Regions from separate parts of the Gasterosteus aculeatus genome. Here region 1 is linked to region 2. The links are chromatin contacts, called in public Hi-C maps. All regions are on one chromosome and are shown on one strand. The core of a region is the stretch at or near the end of the contact, and the rest is flanking DNA. Distances in the headings are between cores, read along the strand shown. Region 1 has its middle 70 kb from the start of LOC120817039. Region 2 holds the start of fat4 (FAT atypical cadherin 4).

Region 1 (4,062 bases), core at 1,241-3,740, 140 kb after region 2:
CTCAAATAACTCATCTGCTCTTTGATTAATGATATCAAATCAATTTTTCTTGTGTACTCATGCGGCCCACACGTTGAACATGTTTTTCTTGTTGTTTTCATGAAACTGTTTTCATTGTGCGACGCTTGACGAAGCTGATCACTGCAGGAAGGGAAACATATTCTATGACTTTTACCCCCCAAAACATGATTTAAACTGCCAAATAGTTGCTTTCATTATAAACCTTGGGGCACCTTAGTGGCTTTAAATACCTCCCACTAGTGTTGATTGTTTTACTATCAAGACTGGGTCTCCTTTCTAGACTTGGGTCTATTTAGGCGTCATGCACAAAGCCAACATGGGGGATGAGACTCATTTTACCCTAAAACTCTTCTGCCGGCAGATTAAACTCTCGTGATCTATCGCCGCAGATTCTTCCAGAAAACATGAATACATGCCGCCTTCGTGGAACCCCACCGCTCTCTGGCATCGGTGGAGATAAGGGGAGTAAATCCATTGCGGCGCTCCTGTGAGTGAGACAACAAATCAAGCGGGATGCGCAGATCCCCAGTGATACTTTCATTATCAATGAATCTTCGTCTGCTTTTTCCATTTCTGGCCGCCCAACGCTTCTACTACACGTTGAGCAAGGACAATGTGATCCGTGCAACGGGTGCACTGATAAACTGTCCGTGTCTTAGCTGCGAGTCATTTAGTATCATAGGGGTTGTTAGTAATAAACAACAGGAAAAACAATGTGCAGAAAACAAACTTCATTTTAAAGATAAAACAACAGCCCAAAGTGAAAACAACACAATAAAAGAATTAAAAAAAGAAGACTGTAAAAAGGGGTTGTAGCTTCTCAGTGAAGAAGGATTCTTTAATCTTTGCCTCTACGGGGGCTCAAATGTCCTTTTAACATGGTTTCAACCCATTAAACTCTTTATTTCTTACACAACATGCAAACGCTGTAATTTGTCGCCTTTACCAGCTCCTGGTAAAAGACACTCAGAGGAGAGACTGACCCCGAGTCTGCTGCCTGCTGCCTTCAGTGCACAGAGGTCATGTAGGATCTGTGAGTTGTGAACGCCAGACTAAGCGGGCGGGGGTCAAACGTGCACGGCCGAGGACAGCAGCCTGTCCACACCGCATCACTCACCGGACGTCAGGAGGACGGCCGACGCTGAAGCGAGCGCGTCCGCGCAGCTCGAGGTGTTAGGGTAGTGTGCAGTGTGTGTGTGCAGTGTGTGTGTGCAGTGTGTGTGTGCAGTGTGTGTGTGCAGTGTGTGTGTGTGCAGTGTGTGTGTGCAGTGTGTGTGTGTGTGCAGTGTGTGTGTGTGCGCTGCAAACACCTGAACCCGAAGCTGATGTTGCAGATCAGCCCAGTAAATGATATCTGGGGCCGACGTGGACTTGGAAGAGGCCACTCGGACAGATTTACTGTGTTTCTTGATTTTTAAATGTGTGTCTTAGCTGAGAGCAGATGTATTTGTAGTGAAACGGCTTCCAGACAGAAATTGCAGCTGGTAATAGATTTGACCTCTTAAAAGTTCAACAAGGTTAGTAAAAATAGTTTCAGGTCAATGCTAGTTTTTGCATTTATATTTGTTAAAAAATGCGTCCCAACAATTTCATTTGACGTGCTGTGTTGTTTAAACTTCCTCATGTCAATGATCCATAATGAGAGATCATTTCACACCAAAGGCACTTTAACAAGGTTCAACAACAAGTTGCCGCCTCTACAATAACTGCATTTAAACTTCATCACTGAACTAATGTCATCAAAGCTTAAGAGTCGTTCATATTTCACGTGAACGAACGCGTCACGTGTCACACAGGTGTCGCTTAGCGTCTTTGATCCGGTGGGCTGGAAACGTGACTCCGGGGGTTCGACCCTGTCAAAGCTGAAGCTGTGATTAATGGGCGAAGCCTTTCAGCGGTCCCTTTTCACAGCCTCCAAACATTCGGCTTAATCTGCCCGCTCTCAGAGGTCAGAGGTCAACCATAGTATGAGAAATGGCCCGGACCTCGTGAGCAGCGAAGCGACAAGCGTCTCCTTTTACCTCTGTTTGAAAAAGAAAACACACACAGAAGAGGGAGGGGGGGGGGGGGGGGGGACTACGTACTGTAAGTCGGTGACCTGCCGATGACGCCATGACGTTCCTCCCACAGCCTCGCAAAGCATTATGGGGCTTCCAGTTAAGTTGTTGAAGAAAAACCGGTTAGGGGAATCAGAGGAGCTCTGCTGATCTCATCGGAGGGGAAGGAGCATCTCTTTAGAGCGTGTTTTATTGAAAGCCGTAAAAAGGTCGGGATGAATCGCCCCGCAGGGGGATCAGCTCGGGGGATCCGGGACTACAACTCGTCCCCCACGTCCCCTCTCCCCCCTCGAGGTAAACAAACCTCCCCGACTCTCCATCAAAAAGTGCTCTTTCTTAATAGACCTTTACTTTCTCCTTGTGAGGGCAGCACGTTGGATGCGTCACGGTTTCTTTGAAGTGTGCCGTGTGTGTGTGTTTGTGTGTGTCGCCATGCTTCAGGACGGTGACCTCAGAGCGCGGCGGCAGAGCGGGGAGTTCGGCCCTCGGGCCCTCCGCCCCCGCAGAGGCAACAACACCCGGGAGGCGGTGCCCTGATGAAAGCCAGACGCGGCGCGTCCCGCCTTATCTCTCCTCGGGTGTTTCCACTCCAAACATCGCCCCACAGCGTGTGAAAGATAGACCCCGCTCCCACTCCTGCGACATGTTCCTCCTCCACCCCCGCTCCCCGTCACTCCGTCTCGGGACGGCGGCGCTGCCTTTTCGTCTTTGACCAGGATGTGACTCCAATGCGTTCGGCTTAAAACGGGCCGACCTTCTTTGCTTCTAAAAAAAAGTTTTTTATGGCTTAATCTTCCTTTTCTTAAAAAAAAAAAACACACATTAAGTGCTGGTGCTCATTTTCCATGCGGCCGAATGAGGAGATACGAGTGGGCGCTGCTGCCATCTAGTGCGCCTTACCTGCCTGAACGCTGCAGCCTGCAGCACTGGGAGCCTCACCGAGCAGCAGCGTCAGCTCATCAACTCATCCCGGGGAAGCATGCAGCTTCAGTGAGCTTGACATATTCGATTTAAACTCCTACAAACATTTCCACCTTGGTTGGGGTGGGCCCTCGGATTACCGAGGCCCCCGACCGGCCCACATGCTGCAGCGCCGCGTTCCACACGCGGGATCCTGTGTAAGCATGTGTCAGGATTTGGCCTTGATTTCTTCCTCTTTTTTTTTTTCTCCTTACGCCCCGAGCCGTAATGCGGTTGTATATTGACGGTTGAATTAGCTTGTGCTCTGATTATTTTTTGGCTCGCACGCCGTGATGTGTTCAAGGCCTGCCGTGATGGAGAGCTTTCTACGTGTTGTTGCAGCTCGGCGGCGGCGGCGGCGCGATAAAACAATCGCAAGCCGCTTTTCTGCTCGGCTTGCTGACGTTAAGTTGCTGCCCGGCGACGGCTCTGCACGTCGTCGCCTCCCGGGAGTCGTGTATCACTTTTACGCCACATCCCGGGCGCAGACCCCAATTTGTGGAAATGTGAATTATGGCCACCGACTAAAAATAACTCAAAACCAACACAGCGGGAACTCCAACACGTGTGTTAGAGGCCTGCGTGTGTGTGTGTGTGTGAGTGGGCGGGACATGTGTGGTTATGACTTCTAGAAAGACTTCATCAATGTCACCACACACACACACGCTGTTGATTTCTTCCTGTATCTGCAATTTCTGACTTACCTTATCCTAAATCATTCACCCTGATACCGCCTCACTCGGCTCTAATGCTCATAATGGCTCACCTAAAGTAGGAGTAAATGAAGCATGACCCCCCAACGCCCGCCGTAAGAACACCCGTCCTCTCCCGTACAAGTCTCCCATACCTCCCGTACGAGAAACAGACCAGTAAAATATTTAAAGTAGCTTTTAAATCACTTAAGCTGGGCATAAATCATCCCGGTGCCCTCGTAGCCTGTGGCACATTGGCAGCGATTAGGATAATATGCCTGAATAAGAAGGAGCACCATTTGCCTCTTCCAAAATGGAACTGAAGCTCCGCT
Region 2 (4,140 bases), core at 1,195-3,694:
TCCTGCATTTGATCTTTACGGCCGAGCTCTGACTTCTCAATATGTTGATGGATTTTATGAGAGTTCTCCGCTGATCGCTGAGCTTATTTTATGTATTTAGAGTGGAGGAGGCGGCCTTTGATGGTCTGAACTAATCTTCCTCCACATTTCTATCTGACATCTGTCATCGACGGATCCAAAGATAATTTTAATTCACTTTCATTTCAACATCCTCCGAAACTTGTTTTGCATGCAGCTCCGTGCACGGCCTCGGGAAAGTCATTTTCCAGACAAAAAATAAATCAACAAAACCACCAGGATGGTGCATGATTGGTTCAGTAGATACAGTCCTGCTATTTCATTCAGCACTGACTCTCTTCAGTCGCAGCAGGAGAAGTTGCTTTTACCAAATACGATTTGGGAGAGACATCGCAAGACTCGTAAGTGGTTGGAAATGTCGACATTTATTGGTTTGTCCTGTCCGGTACACGTGTACAAGTGTTTTTGAGCAAGTTACTAAACCCCCAAAAACAACGGCTCATGAGTTAATGTATAGGGGAAAAAAATGATGAAATATTGCAGTTTCAAAATGCACTTATAGAGCCAGAATAAAAGAGCCAGATGTAACTAATGAAGGCTTAATAATATCCCCCACAACATCCTCCTCTACTGTGTGTTTTCCATCCTCCTCTCCATCCATTGGCCAGATCTTCTCTCCTCCACCATGTAACCGCCTCGTTCTCCTCACCTGAGGATCCCCTCTTCCACCAGCACAGGTCCGTTGAGCTTCTGCCACATCGTCCAGCATGTGCATGTTCTATTGTCAGTGCGTTTGAAAAGTATTGACTGTTTGTCGAGGGGAGAGTTCCACACACGCACAGCAGGGAGTCTTCCTCTGACGACCATGAATGTGATCAATAACTAAGCTTGAAAACAACCTGGAGAGCCAAAACGTTGAACGTGTGTCCAGTCCACTCTGTGATTCTATTACGCTGCTGATTCACGGCCTACTGAACGTCCAGGCGGCCTGATTACAAAAGCCACAACTTGTCAAATACAAAAGCATGAGTAAACATTTACGTTCCTTTAAACGAGGGTTGTAATTATCCTCCGCGTAGAGACGTAAGGACGGACGAAGGGACGTCACTTCCCAGATCTTCTACGTGTGGGATTCAAACCGCTCCTCCTTCTTGTCGATGAACTCATGTGACCTGGGACTATTTAATGAAACATGTTTTGGGGAAATGATTAATGCCTTGAATTGACAAGGATTTCTTCACCAGTGAAGGTTGTGCAGTTAATATGCTAGCAGTCAACTAATGCAGACCTGCAGCAAAGTAGTACTACAGTAGTAGTATTATCTGCCTTATTTCTACTAAATGTATTTCTAATGTTACTCCCTTAAACTGTAATGTGAACACTGCTGAAGTCCTAAACACGGAAGAATGTGAAGACAGAGTCAAATATTTATGAAACAGAAGTTCTGTGAAATTTTTGAATGTTTTGGTGAATTTTCCATCATTTTGTCTCCTTTTTTTAATGTGTTTTGTCTTTTTTCTCATTTGGTCTGCTGCTCAAGTGTCTGTTTTGTTGATTCTTCTGTGTTTTTTCACAATGTTGTCTGTTCTGGTGTTTTTTAAATTTCCCTCATCATGGAGGCTTTTATGTTTTTCGAGTCATTTTCTCTGTTTTGCTGAATATTTCACATTTTTCAGCAATTTGTCTTTTTTGCTTTTATTCTTAATTTTTGTCTTTTTAAATTCCCAAAGTCAACCAATCATGTGGTAGTCATGGCTTTTATTTTTAAAATAACTTTGTGTTTTAACATGTTCATATAGTAGATACGTAACTGAAGACAAAGAAAAAACTACTGAACACAGATCATATTTAATACTTTCCTGCCTCCTGCTGTTCTACTTTGGGTGGAAGTACCATCGTTTGGCCACTAGGTGGAGCTACTTACCCACAAAAGGAACTTTCCTGCAACTTCAATTCTATGCAAATACCTCGACGGCTATTATGAAGTCAGAAAACGACTGAAAACCCTTATTAGACCCGTTCCTTAATTAAGAAATACATATTTCGATATCATTTGAATCCCCAATAACTGAATAAAAGACATTGATTGGACACAGAAAGCTAAAAATTGTGTTTGAACTACGATGCAAATCATTTTAATGTATACGATCGTTCCTATACAGAAAAGTATTGCGATATACACGATCGCACTTGAATGGTTTTAATATAGTACGACAGGTAACAATCCAAACATGACGTATTGCTCATCAAATTCGATTTCAAAGCAACTTTGAAACTAGTGAAGTAATTAAACGCGCTCTGCGCATCGTTACCTGTATCACTTGATTGACATCTTCTCCTGCAAGCGGGGCCGCTAGACACAATGGAGGGGGAGGCGGCGGGAGGGCGGGCAGGAGCGCAGCCATCCAATGGGATCGGCGATGGGAGGGAGTTTGTGGCTCTCCAGCTTTGTCCGAACTTACAGGGACTCCTGAGCGCAATATGACCGAGGCACCGTTATTCCACGGGACGCTCTGCGCGCCGCGCACCCGCTCGCCAACTTCGGATAAACTTTTTTATTGTTTTTAAATATTAGTATTATTGTTTCGCGTACCTTGCACGAGCGAGGCCGTTTTGTTTCACCTTTCAAAGTATTACCAGTTTCCTGCCTCTTTTTTTTTTTTTTTTTGGTGTGGAGTTGAATTAAAAGTTTCCAGCTGCAGGGATCCCCGTCTCCCTTCAAGGAGGATTTCTGCTCGTTGCGCGGCATCAGGAGGAGCAGAAGAGAACTCGTGGAGTACTTTGGGACAGTGAATGACGAGCCGCTCACTGACTAACTAATGCGGCGCTTTGGTGGGTGCAGTGGATGCGTCTCCGGCATGGACTCTGTCTGACTTGACCATGGCGCGCACAGGTAGGGGCTTGGGCCGCTTTCACTTCGTTCTGCTGGCGCTGTGGACCCTGTCGCGGCACTCCGCGTCCAGCCAGGTCCGTCAAGAGTTCCAGGTCCCGGAGGAGCAGCCCGTCGGCACCTACGTGGGCACCATAGAGACCAAGCCCAGCTTCTCGTACCGCTTCAGCGAGAGCCACAAACTTTTTGCAATCAACGCCACCACCGGCGTGATCTACACCTCCTCGGTGATTGACAGGGAGCTCCTGCAGAGCGATGTCATCAACGTGGTGGTGCTGTCCAGCCAGCCCACGTACCCCACCGAGGTGCGCATAGTGGTTTTGGATATCAACGACAACTCCCCGGTGTTCCCGGACGCGTCCATCGTCGTGTCCTTCAAGGAGGACGCCAGCAGCGGGCGGCAGGTGATCCTGGACACGGCCACGGACTCCGACATCGGCAGCAACGGAGTGGATCACACCACGTACAGGATCGTGAAAGGCAACGAGCAGAGGAGGTTCCGCCTGGATATCACGGTCAATCCCAGCGGAGAGGGGGCATTCTTGCACCTCGTCTCCACCGGAGGCCTGGACAGGGAAGTCACTCCCTTCTACCAGCTGCTGGTGGAGGTGGAGGACAAAGGGGAACCCAAAAAGTTTGGCTACATGCAGGTGAACGTCACTATTCAGGACATAAATGACAACCCTCCCGTTTTTGACCAAGAACAATATCAGAACAGCGTCTTTGAGGACGCAGCCGTGGGCTCCAGCATTCTGCAGATCACGGCGTCGGATCGGGATGAGGGAGCTAATTCGGAGGTCAGGTATTTTTTAGACGAGGGAACACCTTTCCAAATCGACCCCAAAGCCGGGACCATCATTATGAAAGAGGGTTTGGATTATGAGAGTAAGCGAGAGTATTCCCTGACCATCCATGCCGTGGACAACGGGGTGCCGTCCCTGTCGGGGAGGACAGAAGCCACCATCAAACTTTTAGACGTGAACGACAACGACCCGGTGGTGAAGTTCAGGTATTTCCCCACCACCTCCAAGTTTGCCTCGGTGGATGAAAACGCACAGATTGGCACCGTGGTGGCTCTGCTCACTGTCTCGGATTCAGACTCCCCCACTGCCAACGGCAACATATCCGTTTCAATCCTAGGCGGCAACGAGCAGAGGCACTTTGAAGTGCACACTTCCCCCGTGCCCAATTTGAGTCTCATCAAAGTGGCCAGTGTGCTGGACAGGGAGCGG

What was found. A called contact is a pair of places that touch in the nucleus more often than the background predicts.
Region 1: a Hi-C map of skeletal muscle shows a contact between it and region 2, with 7 times the contacts expected there. The contact joins the enhancer-like site here to the promoter of fat4 in region 2. A contact is called at or near these places in 2 of 6 Hi-C or Micro-C datasets (skeletal muscle and whole body).

Annotation. Positions count from the first base shown.
Region 1 is chr4:3,791,116-3,795,177 of fGasAcu3.hap1.1, forward strand. No RefSeq gene overlaps it. Among protein-coding and RNA genes, the nearest start is that of LOC120817039, 70 kb to the right of the region's middle. Within about 2 kb of position 2,491, at least 2 of the 9 cell types and tissues checked have open chromatin away from gene starts, as enhancers often do.
Region 2 is chr4:3,648,249-3,652,388 of fGasAcu3.hap1.1, forward strand. fat4 (FAT atypical cadherin 4) reads left to right here and starts at 2,445. Exons shown (of 17, transcript XM_078101947.1): 1 at 2,445-4,140. The coding sequence starts at 2,899.